Regions from separate parts of the Mus musculus genome. Here regions 2, 3 and 4 are each linked to region 1. Evidence: chromatin contacts called from public HiChIP or PLAC-seq data. All regions are on one chromosome and are shown on one strand. Each heading gives the region's core, a stretch centred on a gene start, on an enhancer-like site or on the middle of the called end of the contact. The rest is flanking DNA. Distances are from core to core; before and after follow the strand shown. Region 1 has its middle 160 kb from the start of Gm25833. Region 2 has its middle 140 kb from the start of Gm25833. Region 3 has its middle 220 kb from the start of Gm25833. Region 4 has its middle 350 kb from the start of Gm25833.

The links. HiChIP or PLAC-seq counts read pairs in DNA pulled down with a chosen protein or histone mark.
Region 2: a RAD21 HiChIP or PLAC-seq map of pro-B cells shows a contact between it and region 1, with 2.8 times the contacts expected there. The contact joins two enhancer-like sites. A contact is called at or near these places in 2 of 15 datasets of contacts at CTCF or cohesin (large pre-B cells and pro-B cells).
Region 3: a contact with region 1 is called in a RAD21 HiChIP or PLAC-seq map of pro-B cells, with 5 times the contacts expected there. The contact joins two enhancer-like sites. A contact is called at or near these places in 2 of 15 datasets of contacts at CTCF or cohesin (large pre-B cells and pro-B cells) and 1 of 115 datasets of contacts at active chromatin or transcription factors (large pre-B cells).
Region 4: a CTCF HiChIP or PLAC-seq map of pro-B cells shows a contact between it and region 1, with 11 times the contacts expected there. The contact joins two enhancer-like sites. A contact is called at or near these places in 1 of 39 promoter capture datasets (the C10 cell line), 2 of 15 datasets of contacts at CTCF or cohesin (large pre-B cells and pro-B cells) and 1 of 115 datasets of contacts at active chromatin or transcription factors (large pre-B cells).

What each region holds. Positions count from the first base shown.
Region 1 is chr6:68,372,346-68,375,884 of GRCm38.p6, reverse strand. It overlaps Igk. Among named protein-coding and RNA genes, the nearest start is that of Gm25833, 160 kb to the left of the region's middle. Within about 2 kb of position 2,259, at least 1 of the 459 cell types and tissues checked has an H3K27ac peak or open chromatin away from gene starts, as enhancers often do. A contact at or near this core is called in pro-B cells, where this site is marked.
Region 2 is chr6:68,667,019-68,670,419 of GRCm38.p6, reverse strand. It overlaps Igk. Among named protein-coding and RNA genes, the nearest start is that of Gm25833, 140 kb to the right of the region's middle. Within about 2 kb of position 1,734, at least 3 of the 459 cell types and tissues checked have an H3K27ac peak or open chromatin away from gene starts, as enhancers often do. A contact at or near this core is called in pro-B cells, where this site is marked.
Region 3 is chr6:68,749,193-68,752,443 of GRCm38.p6, reverse strand. It overlaps Igk. Among named protein-coding and RNA genes, the nearest start is that of Gm25833, 220 kb to the right of the region's middle. Within about 2 kb of position 1,728, at least 11 of the 459 cell types and tissues checked have an H3K27ac peak or open chromatin away from gene starts, as enhancers often do. A contact at or near this core is called in pro-B cells, where this site is marked.
Region 4 is chr6:68,882,150-68,885,677 of GRCm38.p6, reverse strand. It overlaps Igk. Among named protein-coding and RNA genes, the nearest start is that of Gm25833, 350 kb to the right of the region's middle. Within about 2 kb of position 1,332, at least 14 of the 459 cell types and tissues checked have an H3K27ac peak or open chromatin away from gene starts, as enhancers often do. A contact at or near this core is called in pro-B cells, where this site is marked.

The DNA of each region.
Region 1 (3,539 bases), core at 1,010-3,509:
CTAAGAAGTTACAAAATATTAGGCAGGTATGTAACTTAATTGATGCACTTCTTGCCCACTGTGGAAAGAATGGTGATTTAGAGCCCCCATCATTGAGGGAACTGATTCTGCTGGTGAAGCCCTCAAGTTCCAGCCTCTAAAGTAGAAGATAGTTTCCAGAAGTTCTAAATCATCTTCCAGGACAAGATCGATGCCAGTCATACCTACATGAGATCTGGACATTATAAAACTAACGCCTCCAGTTTTTAATAAAAGTAAATTTTGATGACAATATATTAAAAACAGTTGGAAATGTTAGTGGAATAGATAATATATTACTTCCAACACGTAAATTCAGTCCTTATTTGAGTTGCACCAGATAAACCTTTGTAGAACGGAAATCAGAGTAGACAAGAATACAGTTAATATAACTAATCTTTGGAATGCCCCAATCATATATTTTATTAGAACTTATATTTGTCCATCATGTGCAAGACCATCCAGTATAAAACACTGACGCATTTCTATAACACATTTTAGACTATCTCATAAAGCTTACTAAATATGTTACATAGTGGTATATTAGTGTTTTGTGGTGGTTCTGGAGCTGTCTTGTATTGCTTCTGCTGCTTGTTACTGCATCACAGGGTCAAGTATAAACACTAGAACCACAAACCACAGTGTAGCAAAAGGTTCAAATTATACAAGGATGGTGCTGAACAAGTAATGTATTAAAATAAACACTTTCAAATTATTCAATTGAATCACTGTATGTAGGAAACTAATTGGGAATCACTGACCATAAGAGTATGTATATATGTGTGTACCTCCATACTCTAAAATTTAAAGACCTAATTATATAATATTATAAATCTACGATTTCAGTAATATAATGAAGAAAATTTATTGTGTCACGACTTGGTAGTTTTACAACTTTTTATATTGGTGATTGTTAGGCCAATCCATTCTTTCAGAAGTGAAAATTCTATTAAAATGTAGCAAGATACTATTATTATGTATACACTATTACGTTCCCCATGCCAATAAAAAGTGATAGAGTATGTGGCTTTCATTGTCTCTATTTTTACCCTGTATATACAGACAGTCTTTGATGAAAGACTAATGAGGGGCAGAACTTCCACTCCTCTGTAAACTGGAACTTTTTTAAAAATATGAATCCTAATGCCCCATATATATTCTCAAAAGCCCAATGACATCGTCCCTATGGTCAGTGCCTGGGTTGGGAAATCAAATTCATAACTGTCTAACATTCCTCTTTACAGAATAACACAAAGATGCAGCCTTTGGTTATCTTATCCCGTTATTTCCTTACATAATTTTTTTTTCAGGAAGGGGCTGATTAATGTCCTTGAGAAAAGTTCAGACTTGGTTCTGTTGAAGACATGTTGGGAGATTCTATCACAAGTTAGTAAAACTCTTGATCATATTTCATCTTCTGAGAGGGAGGTAGCCTGTTCCTGAGAAAACAAAATGTTTCTGTTCTGGTTTGTAGAATGTTGTGAACGGGATACTGTCCTTTTGACAGAAGTAAGTGTAAGTGGTATTCTCTTTGCTGCTCTTCATGAAAGAGTAAGAGGTCCCACATGTTCTTTTCTGGTACAGGGTATTTCCCACGTGTTTTTTCATAGGTGTAATTGATCTACATGGACGACAAGTACTACAGTAAATGGGATTTTTATTCCCACCATAAAGCTCAGCTGAAGATTACTGGAATATACATAGGAAAACCTGAGGCCCCAGATTTGCCATACCACTGTCCTGATAGCTGCTCAGCTAAGGGTTAACTAATCCATGTGGGTCTAATTAAGTGATTCTGAGCCCAAAAAGATCTCAAAAAACGAATGTCAGTGTGTGACATGGAACTGGAATTCAATTATTTTCAGGAATATTACCACAGATGTCACATGCAGAAACCCCCCTTTCTAAAGCAGAAAGAAAGATAAATATAAATTTTGTAGTATCAATCACAAATCTATCATTGTGCCTCATGCTGATATTTAGGAGGGCCTTGGACTTCTGATCCTCCTGAGCCAAAGTTTTCTGTTATAAATGGGAGTATCTGTGAGAAGCTGGTCTGCTCTCTCTGAAGATAGTGAATTTTCTGGGTCGTCAGCTCTCAAAGTCTGTGTCAATGAATTGTGCTCAGGGCAGTCTCATAGAAGTGGGCAAATGCTTGAAAACATTTGTGGAGGCTTGGTAGATCAAGAGGCTGGTTGCCTCTTTCTATTAGTCTCCTTGTTACCTTGACTAGATAAATGTGTGATTGTAATACCCCCTGCTGGAGAGATGGGTAATATTTCACAGATACTATATTGTAATGGGGATACATCAAGTAAAATAAATTAGTTCAGCATTATTATGAGCCAAACATCATTGGACAAATATATTATATCAAACGACCTAAGCTGAAATGGTCTCAGAAAATTACATTCATATAAAGTCGGAGAGGATCATCTAATATAAAGGTATTTAATAAAATACTGTTGAACATCTCTTGAACTTCGTTATGTATGCTATATTAAAATTTACTGTTGCTTTGAGGTGTAGATTGTTGCCACTGCTCAGTAGCAAGTATGCATATACAATTATAAACAAGATTTCTATTGACCATACCAACTTTCAGAAAATAATAAAGAAAAATTCAGTTGAACCAATTAAAATCAAATCATAGGGAATTGACAACTGAGTATAAATGTTTACAAATAATTGTGTGTCCACAAAACACTAAATCTGAAAGGTTAAAATATTTTCCTATTTCATACTATGAGAAATAGGACTAGATATGAGTAAATGTGTAGCGCTTAGAAAAATCTCTATAAATCCTTGCAATTTCTATGTTTATTGGAAATGTCAGGTTTTGGTTTCTTGGCAAACTTCATTAAAAGGCAAAAATCAATGAACACTGGGAAAATATATCATTCAAATAAAAATTTAAGATTTAAGTCAATTGGCATAACATAAAATGACTATAATTATTTATATTGTTAATATGTCAGATTATGTCATACTAAACATACCATTGAAGTATAAGACTTTGTCTGCTGTATTACTTTGAGTCATCCAAATATAAAGCTTGTTTTGAAAATAGCATAAAATGTGTAAATATCCTATGAGATTAGGGACAATGTAAGGTGGAATAAAAAATGGATTTCATATCCTTTTAGTCTGTATGTTTCCAAACTAGAATTGCAGTTAAAACTGTTTCTGAATTATTCCAGCTGAGTGAGGTGAGGGAGCCTGTATGCTTGCACCTGAAACATGTTCTGAACATGACAATTACAATCAAAATGTACTGATCTTCCTGCCCCAGTACAATCATGTTTGAGTTTCATATATTACTGGAAACACTAATCTAAACATAGTAGTCAAGCATTAGTGAAATGCTAGAGTCAGCAGTCTTCATAGTGTCTTTGATGAATACACAGCTTGTTTTCTCTTCTTCTTTCTTCTTCCTCTTCTCCCTCTTCTTCTCTTCTTCTTCTTCTTCTTCTTCTCCTTCTTCTTCTTCTTCTTCTTCTTCTTCTTCTTCTTCTTCTTCT
Region 2 (3,401 bases), core at 485-2,984, 300 kb before region 1:
CACTGCCACCCACACAATAGGAGCCATGAATCCCTTCATGTGTACTCTTTGGTTCGTGGTCCAGTCGCTGGGAACTACAGGTGTCTGGTTGGTTGACACTGTTGTTACCCTCCATGGGACTGCAATCCTCCTGAGCTACTCTGTCCCTTCTCCAACTCATCCACTTAGGACCCCACACTCAGTCCAATGGTTGGTTGCAAGTATCTGCCTCTGTATTTGTCAGACCCTGGCAGAGGATGCTGGGAAGTGCTTGCTGTAAATTTTTTCTAGTTCTTCAATTTTATTTCGATAATCAATACTTTTGTTTTTGCATGAATATTTTACTTTTTATTACTATAGCTCTGTGGTACAAGATAATGTTATTTCCAGAAGTAAGTTTATAATCAGAGATCATTTTAGGCATCCTGGGGTGTGTGTGTGTGTGTGTGTGTGTGTGTGTGTGTGTGTGTGTGTTTCTATACGAAGTTAAAGATAGGGTTTTTTTTTAAAGATTTGTAAAGAGTTGTATTGAAATTTGATAAAGAAGTCATGGAATCTACAGATTGATATTAGTAGGATCTCCATTTTAAATATATTAGTCCTACTGATCCAAGAGGATAGGGGATCATTCTATCTTTGGAAATCATTAAGAATTTCTTTCTTTAAAGTATAAAAGATTTTTAATTTTACATTATATTTCTTTTACTTCCTTGGTTAAAGTTACCCCAAGATATTTTATATTATTTGAGGCTATTCTAAACACTGTTGTTTCCTTTATTTCTTTCTCAGTCATTTGTGTATAGGGGTAAAACTGTTGTAATAAAATTTTGTAGCCAGATACTTTGCTGAAAGTTTTTATTTACTCTCTTTTCCAGTGGAGATATATATATATATATATATATATATATATATATATATATATATATATATACTTAGTAAAGATACTTAGACTTCTGTCCAATTTGTATATTTGTTCTTCTTAAGTTCTCTTATTGCTCTCTAAAACATTTCAAGTACTGTATTAAATAGACTTGGAGATAGAATACAATCTTGTCCTGTTCCTGATTTTAGTTGAATTCCTTTGAGTTTCTCCTGATGTTGGCTCTAAGCTTGTTGAAATCTATCTTTATTGGGTTGACATATGTCCGTTGTGTTCGTAATATCACTAGGACTTGTATCATGAAAGATTGTTGGAATTTTGCGAAAGATCTTACTTAGTACATTTACTGAGATGTTTATGTAAGCTTTTTTTCTTTTAGTTTTTAATATGGTAAATTATACTTATCAAATTATATATACCAAAACATCCCTATTATGTTACCTTACATTCATCAAAATAATAATTATTTATAAAAAGTCTCATGTTATGAAGCAATCTGTTATAGAAATGCCTTCAACAATCATATAAACAAAATTGTCAGGGAATTGTTTGAGGAAATCATTCTCTTATGCACCAATGTAACAGTAGTCTCTTTTCATTTACATAAATCGTGTAAACATTGGCAAAATGGTTAGAATTAAAAAACAAAACTTGAGTGATAGTATATAAGACAGAAGAAACTTGTCCCGAGCTATTGTTCTCGCTAGCAAGAACGCACAAGGGACACAAGGATCCTTCTGCAGCCAAACTTTATTGCATATTGATGAGGAAGACAAAGAAGCCTCAGAAAGGCGCTGCTTAAATACCCCCTGGTGTGGCGTGTCCATGCCTGACTGGTTGCTTACCCACGATCTCATAGGCCCTGGGGGTGGGCTTGTGACTTTGGCCCGCATTACTCCTGCACATGTGCACAGTTTGTCTCCAAAGGCCGAGCTGGCACAGCGGAATCTGGCGCCATCTTGTGACGGCAAATGTTATTGCGGCTCTCCACAGAAACTGTCCCCTTTCCCTTTCTGAAGGAAAGTTTGGCAGTACATGAAGAAAAATTACTTGACAAATTCCAAGATTGATAGCCTAGAGGATTTGCTAATTAAAATAAAATTAATATAACGATGAGAACACCATAGCAAGGGATCAAGGATCCCTTGAAAACTAAAGAAGTATGCACCAAAAGACGTGCTATTATTTTCAATTTTATATACATTGTTAGTGGGCCAAAATATGTTAAGAGGATTTTCAGGGGCAGATATAGCTATCTCCTATGAGGCTATGCCAGAGCCTGGCAAATACAGAAGTGGATGCTCACAGTCAGCTATTGGATGGAACACAGGGCCCCCAATGGAGGAGCTAGAGAAAATACCCAAGGAGCTAAAGGGGTATGCAACCCTATAGGTGGAACAACAATGTGAACTAACCAGTACCCCCCAGAGCTCGTGTCTCTAGCTGCATATGTAGCAGAAGATGGCCTACTCAGCCATCATTGGGAAGAGAGGCCCCTAGGTCTTGCAAACTTTATATGCCCCAGTACAGGGGAACACAAGGGTCAAGAAGTGGGAGTGGGTGGGTAGGGGAACAGGGCTGGGGGGCGATATAGGGACCTTTCAGGATAACATTTGAAATATAAATAAATAATATATCTAATAAAATAACATAAAAACGAACCAGAGAGAGAGAGAGAGAGAGAGAGAGAGAGAGAGAGAGAGAGAGAGAGAGTTTCTGAAGTGTGACATTATTAATGACCAGGAGTAATTAACCCTAGAAGGAAAAAGGAGAAAGCACTGGAAATTGTAGAAAAGATTTAGAAATAGCTAGAAAGATGACTGTGCTGTTAAGACCTTTATCTACTCATGCTGAGAACTTATGTTTAATTCCCAGAACTCACCTGAGTAGATTATAACCATCTATAATTCTACTTCTAGGGCATCTGTGTATTATTCAGACCTCTTTGGATACCACTTATACACGTTATTACATATCCATGCAGGTAAATATACTTGTCTTTAAAATGAATTAACTGTGTCTTTTCAAAGAAAGAAAGCTGAATAACAAGATTCTGAAAGAATATAGATTACTGTGGGGGCCTCCCAGCCTGGAATGGGTTGAACCAGACACATGGAAAGACATAGGTGTAACTTCAAAAACTTATGGTTTTTAAATGCCAGATATTGTAGCTCTCTAACAACATTAAATGCTTTTTGATAACTTTTAAAAAGTCCTAAAAACTTTCTTGCTCATTTTGAGGGTTAAAATCTACTGGCATAGGCAATTAAAACCTGAAGCCTAGTGGCAGGGTATTGTGGAATGAATTATATTTAAATGAGGCATGGTAGGCTAGTTAAGTTTATGATATTTTTTTACTTTCTTTTCTGAGTCAGATTTCTCCTCTGAGTTTTCCCTCTGATTCATCACTATCCATATATATATATATTACTAATAATATCAGGAATTTTTCCTAAAATGTGATATCATCAGCCTTGCTGAGAGGAGCAAATACATCAATAACTTTACAATCCATGGTAGAACAATCTCAGGAAGATCATCT
Region 3 (3,251 bases), core at 479-2,978, 380 kb before region 1:
ATGGACCTAGCATGACCTCACTCTGGAAGACCCAACAGGCAGCTTAAAGAGTCAGATGTAGACATTTGCACCCAACCAATGGACAGAAGCTGCTGACCCTTGTTGAAATAGGGAAAGGCTGAAAGGAGCTCAGGAGGAGGGCAACCCTGTAGGAGGGCCAGCAGTCTCAATTAATCTGGACCCCTGAGATCTCTCAAAAACTGGACCACCAAACAGGCAGCATGCACCAGCTGATATGAGGCTCCCAACACGTATATAGCAGAGGACTACCGGGTCAGACAGAGAAGGTGCACCTAACCCTCAAAAGACTGGAGGCCCTAGGTAGTTTAGAGGTCAGGCAGGGTGGGTGGTGGATGGTGGGGGATGAGGACATCCTCATGGAGACAGGGAGTAAAGAGGAGGACAGTTGGAGTGTGGACAAGGGTGGGGAGAGAATGAAATCTGGAATGTAAATAAATCGAAGTTTGTTTTTGTTTTTTTATAACCCAGAAATGTTCCTTTCCAAAGGAAGAACAGGGATAAAAAAATGGAACCAATGGAGACTGAAGGAAGGTCCAATTGGGGAACGGACCCACCTGGGGAATACATTAAGTCTGCAGGCACGAAACCCAACACTATTGCTTGAGTCAAGAGGCACCTGTGAGAGGAGCAAAGTGTGGAAGTTCCTGGGAGGTACAGCCATCAGCTGACCAATGTACAGGCAGGTGCTTGGAGTCATCTGTCAGGATGACTCAGGGAACCTGGTTGAGGAGCTGGCAGAAGGACTGGAGGAATGGAGGGGGATTGAAACCCCATTGGAAGAACAACATAGGCTGGCCTTACCACCCAGTTCTCCCAAAGACTATACCACCAACCAAGGAGTGTACCTAAAGGAATCTTCAGCTCCAGATCCATATGTAGCAGAGGATGGCCTTGCCAGACAGCAACAGGAGGGGGAGGCCTTTTGTCCTGGGGAAGTTTTGTGCCTCAGAGTAGGGGAATACTGGAGCAGTGGGGCAGGAGAGTGTGGGTGTGTGTGGGAGCACTCTCATACAGACAAAAGAAAGTGAGGAGGGAAGATTTGTGATGGGGGACATGGCGGAGGGATAACTGGGAAGTGGGATATTGGAGTCAGTGTTGTTGGAGGAGGTAACTGGGAAGGGGGATATCATTTGAGATGTAAACAAATGAAATGATTAATATTAATAAAAGAAAAAATAATACAGGAAAAGCAGCTTCTGACTTGGACAACAACATGTTCTACAGGAAGCTATCTGAGCTTTACATTATGTAAGACTTCTCTCATGCTTGTATCATGTAAATCAAAGCTCTCAAATAGTGGCTGCTTTTGTGTTCGAATGAGACTGTGATAATAAAAATCACACTTTGTTTTCTGATTAATTTCTTCAAAAGCAGGATGAAGTCCGTGGATTTCTGTGGATGTCTTATATTATTCAGCCCTTCTGAAACATGTTTTTTTTATTATTTTGTTCTCATGACTTTAAGATATTTTCACTAAGATGATCTAGGCTTTCATTAATCCAGTCAATTCTCATTAGCTATAGTGGGCTTGGGCTATTGTTCAGTCTTCTTACCAGCCTTTCTGGTTTAGTTTCTGGCCCATTCTGAATATGGTTGCCATATTTTCTATAAAGAGTGCATTTCACCACATCTAACAATGTAAGTGTTTTAAAAAGGCTGGGGTGAGACAGAAAGTGTCTTCTGAGTAACCACTATACTTTCACCTCTAACTGAATCTGCTTTTCATAGTGTCCTCTAGGGATTCCACACTAATGATAGCTACTACTGTTTGCTCTCTAGAGGGCAGACAGATTTCCTGATGTTACGCATAATTTTCTGAGCAGCTGAACTTCTTCATCTCAGCTCTGTGGTCTTTGTTCCTCTTCATCTTGCATGAATATGGAACATAAAAAAAAAGAACTTCTAGATGTTACCACTCACAGAGGATATCTCTAAATATACCAAAGAATGAGATCCTACTATCCAAGTGCTGACAACTCTTTTATTCTGAGAAAACATACATACATGTGTTTTTGCACACACACATATTACATGTACACATTTATAGTATGATATAATCATATATGTTAAATAACACAATTATGATATTGCAAATGTGAAAATTTATAAGACTATAATCTAGTTTCCAGTTACTTTGCTGTCTATACTGGGCACTGAAAAACTCCCATCTAAAATTTAATCCCATAGATTCCACATATTCTTGTTAAAAGACATGTCCTATGACTGGCTATTAAATTCTGATTTGGAAGATCTCTCTACTGGTTTCAGTTGTCTTGTATTGAAATTTATCTTCTGATTTCTAGTCAGAGATAGCAAGGCACCATTTATCTCATGTACATGGGAGAGTACAGAAAACCGAAGCTATCTTTCACACAGTGTGGTAGCATGTTACAAAACCGGAAATCCCTGAAAAGAGAAAAGATTGGGTCAACACAAATATATAACTTCCCATCGATCTGGTGTGGTCTGGGTTGTCTGAGCCTTTTGCCACTTCTCTTGTTTCATTACTAGATGGCAATCTAAGACAAAGTTTGCATGACTCTGCTGTGGACTGGCAATTATATAGAATAGAACCTTGGTAGGAAGAATGAGAGGAATTTCTGCAAATTTCAGGGGTGTAACATTTCAACTACTATGTAACTAACCAGAATAAACACATTTACTCATCAAATGGATTTATTGGGACTCAACAGATAGATGACTCTGAATGGAGTACCTATCTATTCAGAGGACCTGTTTGGTTTCCAGAATTTTTATTTGGTGGCTAAGAACCAAAAGTAATAACATCAGTTCCAACACATCTCACATCTGTTTCTTTTAAGCTCAATTTAATACATATTCAAAACACACATTTGTTGATTTTATGCCTAGATTATTTGTCTCATCCCAATTTGGAAAAAAAAATATATGTTTATACTGATCTACCAACGTAAGTCATTCAATAATTTCTAACACAGTTGGAATAACTATGCCATAGCAGTTCTAATCCAAATTATTGGAAAATTGATCAGAATGGAAATTATTTTGCCTCCTTGTATGATAGGTAACACAGGATTATATTACTAAAAACTGCTTCTATAACTCTCTAATGCATGGAGCATGGATGTATGGACATCACTGCAACATCTCAAAAGGACTACATTTGTCTTTTTAAATGAGGAGACAACCTCTGTTTTACTAATATTGATTTTAGTCTTTAAAGATGTCAGACTAGGAAACATGGCAAAGTA
Region 4 (3,528 bases), core at 83-2,582, 510 kb before region 1:
CAGGAGTGTAGATACATAAATAAAAGGTTGTTGTTGTTTTGTCCCCACCCCACCCCAGAAATGTTCCTCTCCAAAGGAAGAATAGCAACAAAAATAGAACAGAGACTGAAGGAAGGGCCAACTGAGGAATGGATCCACCTGGTGGATATATCATGTCTGCAGATACCAAATCCAACACTCATGCTGGGGTCAAGAGGAACCAAGTATGGCAGACTGGGGAGGTTCAGCCAGCAGCTGACTAATGCAGAGGTGAATGCTTGCAGCCAACCATAGGGCTGAACTCAGAGAACCTGGTTGGGGACCTGACAGAAGGACTGGTGGAACAGAGGGGCATTACATCCCCATTGGAAAAACAACATAGGATGCCCTAACCACTCAGTTCTCTCAACAACTAGACCACCAACCAAGGAGTGTACCTAAAGAGATCTTTGGCTCCAGATACATATGTCACAGAGAATAGCCTTGCCAGACAGCAATGGAAGGGGAGGTCCTTGGTCCTGGGGAGGTTTGATACCCCAGAGTAAGGGGATACTGGAGCGGTTGGGTGGAAGAGCATGGGTGTATGGGGAGCATTCCCATACAGGCAAAATGGAAGGGGGGCTCAGATGTGGGGTGGGGTGGTGGCAGAGGGGTATTCAGTAAGTAGGATATCATGGGGTGGGAGGGGGTGGGGTTGAAGGAGGAGGTAACCGGGAAGAGAGATATCACTTGAGATATAAACAAGTGGAATGATTAATATTAATAAAAGAAAAAAATTAAGACAGGTAAAGCAACTTCTGACTGGGACAATAGCATGTTCTACAGGAAGGAAGCTATTTGAGCTTTTCATTATGTAAGACTTCTCTCATGCCTGTATCATACAATTCAAAGGTCTCAAATAATGGCTGCATTTGTGTTCAATGAGACTGTGATAATAAAAACCGCACCTTGTTTTCTGATTAATTTATTCAAAAAACTATAAAGTCAGTGGATTTCTATTGGTGTCTTCTATTACTCAGATCTTTTGAAACACTTTTCTTATTATTTTGTTCTCATAACTCTAAGGTCTTTTCACTAAGATAATCTAGGCTTTCATTAACCCACTCAATTCCCAGTAGCTGTAGTCAGCTGGTGTTCAGTCTTCTTATCAGACTTCATGTTTTAGTTCATGGCCTGTTATAAACTTGTTGCCATATTTTCTAGAAAAAAGTGCATTTCACCACATCTAACAATAAAACTGTTTAAAAGAATTTAAAAACAGAAAGTGTCTTCTGAATAACCACTATACTTTCATCTCTAACTGAATCTGCTTTTCATAGTGTCCCCTGGGGATTCCACACTAATGTTAGCTACTACTGTTGGCTCCCTAGAGGGTAGACTGGTTTCCTGGTGTGGTGTAAAATTTTCTGAGCAGCTGAACTCCTTCATCTCAGCTCTCTGCTCTTTGTTCCTCTTTATATAGCATGAATATGGAAAATAGGAAAAAAGGACTTCTAGAGGATCCGTCTCACAGAGGATACCTTTAAATATACCAAAGAATGTGATCCCACTATCCAAGGGCAGACAGACTTTTATTCTAGGAAAACATAAATACTGTGTTTTCACACACATGTATTACATATACACATATATAATATTATACATTCATATATAATCATACCTAGTTAAATAGCACAATTATGATGTTACAGACGTGAAAATTTATAAGACTATATTCTAGTATCCAATTAATTGGCTGTTTATACTGGGCTTTGAAAAGCTTCCATCTAAAATTTAATCTCATTTGGATTACACATATTCTTGTTAAAGACGTGTACTACAAATTGCTATTAAATTCTGGTTTGGAATATTTCTCTACTGGTTTCAGTTGTCTGGTATTGAAACTTATCTTCCAATTCCTAGTCAGAGATAGCAAGGCACCATTAATCTAATGTACATGGCAGAGTACAGAAAACCAAAGCTATATTTTACAGAGTGTGGTAGCATGTTACAAAACCGAAAAATCCCGGAAAAGAGAAAAGATAGGGTCAACACAAATATATAACTTCCCATAGATCTGGTGTGGTCTGTGACTTGGGTTGTCTGAGCCTTTTGGCACTTCTCTTGTTTCATTACTAGATGGCAATCTAAGCCAAAGTTTGCATGATTTTGCTGTGGACTAGCAATTATATAGAATAGAACCTTGGTAGGAAGAATGAGAGGCATTTTTGTAAATTTCAGGAGTGTAGCATTTCAACTACTATGTAAATAACCAGAATAAACACATTTACTCATCTACTTAGATTTATTGGGACTGAGAAGATAGATAATTCAATGATCAATAGAGTACATATCCATTCAGAGGACCTAGATTTGGTTCCCAGTATTTACATTTGGTGGCTAAGAACCAACTCTAATAGCATCAGTTCTGAGACATCTCACACCTGTTTCTTTTAAGCTTAATTTAATACAAATTCAATATGCAGGCATACACATAAGTAAATACAAAGACAACCTTAAAAATGTAAGCTTGTTGGTTTTGTTCTTGGATTATTTGTATCATCCCGATTTAGAATATAGGTTTATATTGATCTACGAAGGTAGTTCATTCAATAATTTCCAACACAGTTGGAATAACTATTCCATGGCAGTTCTAATTCAAATTGTTAGAAAATTGATCAGGATGGAAATTATTTCTTCTTCTTCTTCTATGATAGATAAAACAGGACCATATTATTCAACAAAGTTTCTATAACATCCTAATGCATGGAGCATGGAAGTTTAGGCATCATTGCATTTGTCTTTTTACTTGAGTGAATAACCTCTGTTTTATTACTATTGATTTTAGTCCCTAAATATTTCAGACTACTATTTCAAATGAAAACATGGCAAAGGGTATCATGTTACTCAATGAATCTAGGTGGTAAACTATTCACTAATAACGAAAAAATATATTTATTGCGTGGTCACTATTTTTAAAGAGCCACTTTAGTAAGGCCTGCGAATGCAGCAATTAGCAGAATGAGAGCATCCTCACATGGTAAAAATGTACATAATAGACACAGAAATACAATGGGTTCCCCAATGAAGGAGTTAGAGAAAGTACCCAAGGAGCTGAATGTGTTTGCATCCCCATAGGAGGAACAACAATATGAACTTACCAGTACCACCAGAGATCCCTGGGACTAAACCACCAATCAAAGAAAACACATGGTGGACTCGTGGCTCTAGCTGCATATGTAGCAGAGGATGGCCTCATTGGTTATCAATGGGAGGAGAGGTCCTTGGTTCTGTGAAGGTTCTATGCCCCACTATAGGGGAATGCCTGGGCTAGGAAGTGAGAATGGGTGGGTTGGGGAGCATGGGGACGGGGAGGGGAATGGGTGATTTTCTGAGGGGAAACTAGAGAAGAGGATAACATTTGAAATGTAAATAAAATTTCTAATAAAAAACGTTAAATGATAACTTTTAAGGTTATTTTTCAAGGAAAATGTAGGTCTATGCTGTATTTTCTTAATGCTATAATTAAAATAAATATTTATTGGTAATCCAAATATTCCTTTCAATAAT